Regions from separate parts of the Callithrix jacchus genome. Here region 2 is linked to region 1. The links are chromatin contacts, called in public Hi-C maps. All regions are on one chromosome and are shown on one strand. Each heading gives the region's core, a stretch centred on a gene start, on an enhancer-like site or on the middle of the called end of the contact. The rest is flanking DNA. Distances are from core to core; before and after follow the strand shown.

Region 1 (3,256 bases), core at 442-2,941:
CAATGACACTCATTAGGGCTAGAAACTGAGTGGAAACAGGATGGGTTTCATTACCCTGGATAAGAGCAATGACATCCCAAGGAAGGGGAGAGGGTGGTCTTTAAGAAAGAAATTGTCAGTGTTATTAGTACATTAATAAATGCTTTTCTGAGTACAAAGCCAGAAAGGCAGACAGTAGGGTAATGAAACAGTGGAAGATATAAACACAACAAAGGAACACTTTGTTGTTCTCTAACTCCAGTAGAAAAACAAGTCTAATTAAATTCGGGAAATACAATTGCTTTAATAATGCCAGAATTCTGACTCTGCCCATCAACCTCCAGAGGTAGGAGTGATGACCCCATATAACTGGTGTTACCAAGGAGGAGGAATTTGATACTTAAAAACGATAAAAATTCATCTACCATTTTTCCCTTTTTTAAAAAAAATATGTAATTTATTTTAGACTAATAAATCAAGTGTATTCAGGGAGCAAAAGGGGTTCAGGTCACAAAATATTAAGGAAGTAATAGAAATCTTTTTCTTTTAATAAAGACAATAGAAGTATCCACTCAACAGGTATTTACTGGGTGCCTCCGGTGCATACAAGGTACTGTGAAAACCAGGCACTATGAAGCCACCAGTTAGGTCCAAGGAATGAAGCAACAGATCGATGTTTCTGACAAACTGACTTCAGTTGAAGTTGTACTTCTCATGATCTTGAGCTGAGAAAAAATGACTAAAAAGGAAAAGAGGAACCAGAAAGAGGGTGTTTCAAGGCTCCTTTGAAGATAACCCTCTATTTTACACTACAGTTAAAAAGTTTAATTCCAAAATAGACAGAGCTCTCTAATCAACAAAGAAGTCTGGGGAAAAAAAATCTTTTTTAGCCAATCATTCTAAGCACTTCTTATACTCACATACAAGAGCCGGAGCGCCCTCCAAAAGGTATGACGCAGGGGTTTCTCAACAATACCTCCTGCTCTTTGGTAATTAATCTCGCTTTAGATCAGGCCCCAACTACCTCCTGGCGCCCACTAGATGCAAGGCCTGGGCTCAATGTTGTGGAACAAGCTTGTTCTGTAGGCAACGGCGACAGCATGGGAGGCAAAGAGGACAATCTGTTTTACTTATTTGATCCTTTTCTTAAGTTCAGGCAACAGAGGCCTCCTGTGGGTGAAAGGCAGGGCTAAAGGGAGACAGTCGACTTGGGACAAACCCCAGTTTCTCCCAGATTCGGCCTGCTCATTTCTGACTGCACCTCCCCACCCAGGACAATGATAAGAAAAAAAACTCCCCTGAAAGTCGTTTCCAACTAGGGTCCGCCAAAGGTCACCCTCCTGAGTGTCCTCCACTCGCTCAGGTCGGAGGACTCTGAAGCTGCTGCGAAAAGGAACACAAGGAGCTCCGCCGCGTCGGGGGCCTGACTCTGGAGTGCAGGCGGTGCCCCTGCCAGGTTCTCAGACCCGTCTGGGGGTCGTGTCCTTCCCCGCCAGCCCTCTCCTCACCGCGCGTCCCTCCCAACGCGGACCTCGCGCACTTACCCCCGGTTAGGACCTTTAGGGATGAACCAAGGCACCAAGAAGCCGACGAAGCCCCAGAACACGCTCATCACAATGAGAGGCACCGTGAGGCCGTGATACGCCATGGTCGCCGCCTGAGCGCCAGCCCCTACCCCGCAGCCTCACTCGGTCTCACCCGGAAGTGTCAACAGCGGACCGCGTGACCAGCGTGCGGAAGCCCCGCCTCCCGAGCACCCTCGTGACCCGCGCGCCAGCCTCCATCCCTCCGGGAGCCCAGGCAGAGCCCCGCCCTCGCCTGGCTGACTCCCCGCCGCAGCTCCTTAGAGGCACGTCTCTCACCCCAGAGCTAGGGGTTCGGTCACGAGGGGCTTAGCAAAGTGTTCTGATGAGAACTTGGCCCTTTTAGACAGTCTCATCTACTTGTGCAACAGACATAAAGAGAACTTAACAATAGTAACTTACTATTCTAAATGCCCTGTGCCTGGCACTGGGCCATGATGTTTAAGTGCATGAGCCCACGGCCGGGTGCGGTGGCTCACGCCTGTAATCCCAGCACTTTAGGAGGCTGAGGCGGGTGGATCACTTGAGGTCAGGAGATCAAGACCAGCCTGGCCAAAATGGCAAAACCCTGTCTCTACTAAAGATGCAAAAATTAGCTGGGTGTGGTTGTGCCCGCCTGTGGTCGCAGCTACTCAGGAGGCTGAGGCAGGAGAATCGCTTGAATCCGGGAGGCGGAGGTTGCAGTGAGCCAAGATTGCACCACTGCACTCCAGCCTGGGCAACAAAGCAAGACTCTGTCTCAAAAAAAAAAAAAAAGTGCATGAGCTGGTGTTGAACTCCTCACTTCAGCCTATGAAGTAATTATAATTATTATCCCCACTTTGCAGTTGAAGAAACTGAGGCCCAGGGAGGAGGCTAAGGATATTGCCAAAAGTCACATTGAATCCTGGCAGTGCCAGGATTCAACCTCTGATGATCTGATTTTCAAGGCCAGAGCTCTTAACTACTGCACCACTGTATATCTTGTGTACTGTGCCAGGTTCTAGAATTACAGAAGTCAGTCAGGCACCCCTGAGGGAGTTCACATTCTAGGGAACTGATGACTTGCAAACAGGCCACTCAATGCAGTGTGAAAGTAAGTGGATGACCAGACAAGGCTTTCCACCCAACTAGTCCTCAGCTGAGCCTTGAAAGACAAGTAGAAATTAGCCAGAATAGTAAAAAAAAAAAACAGGAAAGGCATGGTGGCTCACCTGTAATCCCAGCACTTTGGGAGGCTGATGGGGTCAGTAGTTGGAGACTAGCCTAGGCAACATGGTGAAATACCATCTCTATTAAAAATTCAAAAATTGGGCTGGGCGCGGTGGCTCACGCCTGTAATCCCAGCACATTGGGAGGCCGAGGCGGGCGGATCACGAGGTCAAGAGATTGAGACCATCCTGGCCATCATGGTGAAACCCCATCTCTACTAAAAATACAAAAAAAATTAGCCAGGCATGGTGGCACGTGCCTGTGGTCCCAGCTACTTGGGAGGCTGAGGTGGAAAAATCGCTTGAACCCAGGAGGCGGAGGTTGCAGTGAGCTGAGACTGCATCACTGCACTCCAGCCTGGGATACATAGTGAGACTCCACCTCAAAAAAAAAAAAAAAAAAAAAAAGGTAAAATGGGTTTTTTTTGTTGTTGTTTTTTGAGCTAGGGCCGTGCTCTGTCACCCAGGCTGGAATTCAGTGGTGTTCCATAGCTCACTGCAGCC
Region 2 (3,244 bases), core at 40-2,539, 66 kb before region 1:
CACACAAATATACACACCCCTAATGGTGCAGGTGCTTTCAGAGGGATTACAGATAGTTGTAGATCCCAATTCAGACCTGCTGATTGACTGGAGGGTCTCCCTCTAGTATGCGGTACCAGCTGGATAATTTGTGGGGCTAAGTGACAACTGAAAATGCATGGACCATGTTCAAAAATTACTAAGAATTTCAAGGCCAGGCATAGGGGCTCACACCTGTAATCCCAGCACTTTGGGAGGCCGAGGTGGGCAGATCACCTGAGATCGGGAGTTTGACACCAGCCTTACCAACATAGAGAAACCCCGTCTCTACTAAAAATACAAAATTAGCAGGGCGTGGTGGCACATGCCTGTAATCCTAGTTACTTGAGGAGCTGAGTCAGGAGAATCGCTTGAACTTGGCAGGCGGAGGTTGCAGTGAGCCAAGATCACACCATTGCACTCCAGTCTGGGCAACAAGAGCGAAACTCTGTCTCAAAAATAAAAAAAATTACTAAGAATTTCAATACAAGAGCAGAGCATCAAATCACGTGCAGGGCTCTTCTAAGTGAGGGGGCACTGTGTGACTGTCACATGAAATTTACCCACTAAGACCTTAGAGCTCCAGGTCAGACAGTTTTACCTTCCTTTAAGCAAACTCAATACCTAGAGACTAAAATTACAAAAAAAAAAAAAAAAAAAAAAAGCTGATCTCTCACAAAATGTTTTTTTACAAGCCAACTTTCAGTGAATGAACATTTACTTAGCAACTTTTTGTGCAAGATGGTAGGGATCAAACTTAAACAAGTTATCCTGTGCAGGAAAGCTTCTGCGGCCCCTGGAAAAGACCTGAGAGTTCTGTACAGTTGTGATAATGGGGATAAGCAAGGGTTGCTGTGGGAAGCAGAGTGCACACCTCTGGAGGGAAGGAGGAGAGACACTGCCTCCAGGACCTGCCCCTGGGGTCGAGCTGAGAGGGGTGAAAGTTTCCAGGCAGAGGGAGGTAAGATAGGATGATGCTTTCTCGGGGACCTGCACTGTCTATGCACCTGCTGTGTAACACTCGAAAATCCCATGACGCCGCGCTTCAGAAACGCTGGCATAGAGCAGGTAGTGCTGCACCTTACCTGAGAAACGCAGGTGCCAGCCCCCTTGGGCAACTCAGGGAAATCAAGCCAGGCCCTTTTATTGCCTGAGGGCATTGAGGTGTCACAAAAAAAGAGAATGAAAGAACTACCTTTGGGCCTGATAGTCTGCCTCTAAGGCAGGAGATTAGTAATTCCAAGGCTGTCTGGGTGGGGAGCTAGGGGGAGACGGGAGCTGGGATCCCAGGGATGGGAGGAAATTCATTCATTCTGAGCCATTCAGAACCACAGGACCCTGCCCATGCCCAGGCAGTAGGTTTAGGATTCTCCACATGGCCTCTGGCCTCATTTTCAGGAACCTATTGGCTTAATGGAAGGTATTATGAGAACCATGTGACTTTTCAGACCTGGGAGGAACCATAGGCACTGAAAGGTTGAAGGTGTGGTCAAGAAGCTAAGACTACAAGACAGTGGGTAAGGTGAGGAATTTCACATCAGAAACATGCCATGGAGCCTCAGTGACAGACCTGAACCCTAAAGTCGGAGTCTCCTGGATTTATTTTTATTTTATTTTATTTATTTATTTTTTTGAGACGGAGTTTCGCTCTTGTTACCCAGGCTGGAGTGTAATGGCGCGATCTCAGCTCACCGCAACCTTCGCCTCCTGGGTTCAGGCAATTCTCCTGCCTCAGCCTCCTGAGTAGCTGGGATTACAGGCACGCGCCACCATGCCCAGCTAATTTTTGTATTTTTAGTAGAGACAGGGTTTCACCATGTTGACCAGGACGGTCTCGATCTCTTGACCTCGTGATCCACCCGCCTCGGCCTCCCAAAGTGCTGGGATTGCAGGTGTGAGCCACGGTGCCCAGCCGGAGTCTCCTGGATTTAAACCCTGTGTGTCCTCTACTTATCAGTTTTAAATAAAACATTATAGGAGGCCATTGTTTCGGAATAAGCTCCTACACTAGTCCCCAACAGACCAGCTAAAAATAAAAATGGAGTCAGCCATGTTAAAGTTCCAGATCACCAAACCTAAACTGTTTTCTGATCTAGCAAGAAATAGGAGAGACAGACAACAACCAGTTTCCCAAAGAGGCCAGTTTCAATCTTCAATCAGTATGATAGGTAAGTTCCTCTGCTTTAATCCTTAAATAAAAAAGATAGCCTGAAGTAACCCAATGTTACTAAACAGTTACATTTCTATTGTTCTGTCTAAAAGTGACTAACACTATTCCTTGCTTCTGCTTTCTTCAGCCCTTCTCTGTGTGTAAAGCTCAGCTCTTTGGGACTTACTCAGTTTTATGGAATGAAGTGTTGCCTGATTCTAGAATTGCAGATAAAGTCAATTGAAATCTTTAAACTAAGTTTGTTATACCTTTATCTTTTGACAACAGCTTGCAACATTAGACCTCAATTTCTTCATCTATAAAATGAAGATAATAATAAATGTATTTAATAGGGTTGTTATAAGGATTAAACAAGTTAACATATGTGAAACATTAAGAATAACATCTGTGAGCTGGGTGCAGTGGCTCATGCCTGTAATCCCAGCACTTGGGGAGGCTGAGGCAGGTGGATCAGGAGGTTAGGAGAGGAAGACCATCATGGCTAACACGGTGAAACCTTGTCTCTACTAAAACACAAAAAATGAGCCGAGCGTGGTAGCACGTGCCGGTAGTCCCAGTTACTCTGGAGGCTGAGGGAGGAGAATTGCTTGAACCAGGGAGGCAGAGGTTGCGGTGAGCCGAGATTGCACCACTGCACTCCAGCCTGGGTGACAGAGCAAAATGCTGTCTTAAAAAATAATAATAGGCCAGGCGCAGTGGCTCACACCTGTAGTCCCAGCACTTTGGGAGGCAGAGGTGGGCAGATCACGAGGTCAGGAGATTGAGACCATCCTGGCCAACATGATGAAACCCCATCTCTACTAAAAATACAAAAAATTAGCCGGAAGTGGTGGTGTGTGCTTGTAGTCCCAGCTACTTGGGAGGCTGAGGCAGGAGAATTGCTTGAAACTGGAAAACGAAAGTTGCAGTGAGCTGGGATCACATCACTGCACTCCAGCCTGGTGATAGAGCGAGACTCTATCTCAATAATAATAACAAAAAAAAAAAATCTGTATGTGGAACTGCTATGTGTTAGGCATTATTATTAGCCATAGCACTGATAACAATGAAGAAAAA

Evidence for each region. A called contact is a pair of places that touch in the nucleus more often than the background predicts.
Region 2: a Hi-C map of skeletal muscle shows a contact between it and region 1, with 2.3 times the contacts expected there. The contact joins the enhancer-like site here to the promoter of ATP6V0E1 in region 1.

The regions. Positions count from the first base shown.
Region 1 is chr2:65,333,570-65,336,825 of calJac240_pri, reverse strand. It overlaps ATP6V0E1 (ATPase H+ transporting V0 subunit e1), which reads right to left and starts at 1,691. Exons shown (of 4, transcript XM_003732295.5): 1 at 1,524-1,691. The coding sequence starts at 1,627. It overlaps LOC128931013 (a long non-coding RNA gene), which reads right to left and starts at 1,515. Exons shown (of 2, transcript XR_008479261.2): 1 at 900-1,515; 2 at 1-718.
Region 2 is chr2:65,398,981-65,402,224 of calJac240_pri, reverse strand. It overlaps LOC118151336 (a long non-coding RNA gene), which reads left to right. Exons shown (of 3, transcript XR_004739502.3): 2 at 2,115-2,186. Among named protein-coding and RNA genes, the nearest start is that of CREBRF, 11 kb to the left of the region's middle. Within about 2 kb of position 1,289, at least 1 of the 16 cell types and tissues checked has an H3K27ac peak or open chromatin away from gene starts, as enhancers often do. A contact at or near this core is called in skeletal muscle, where this site is marked.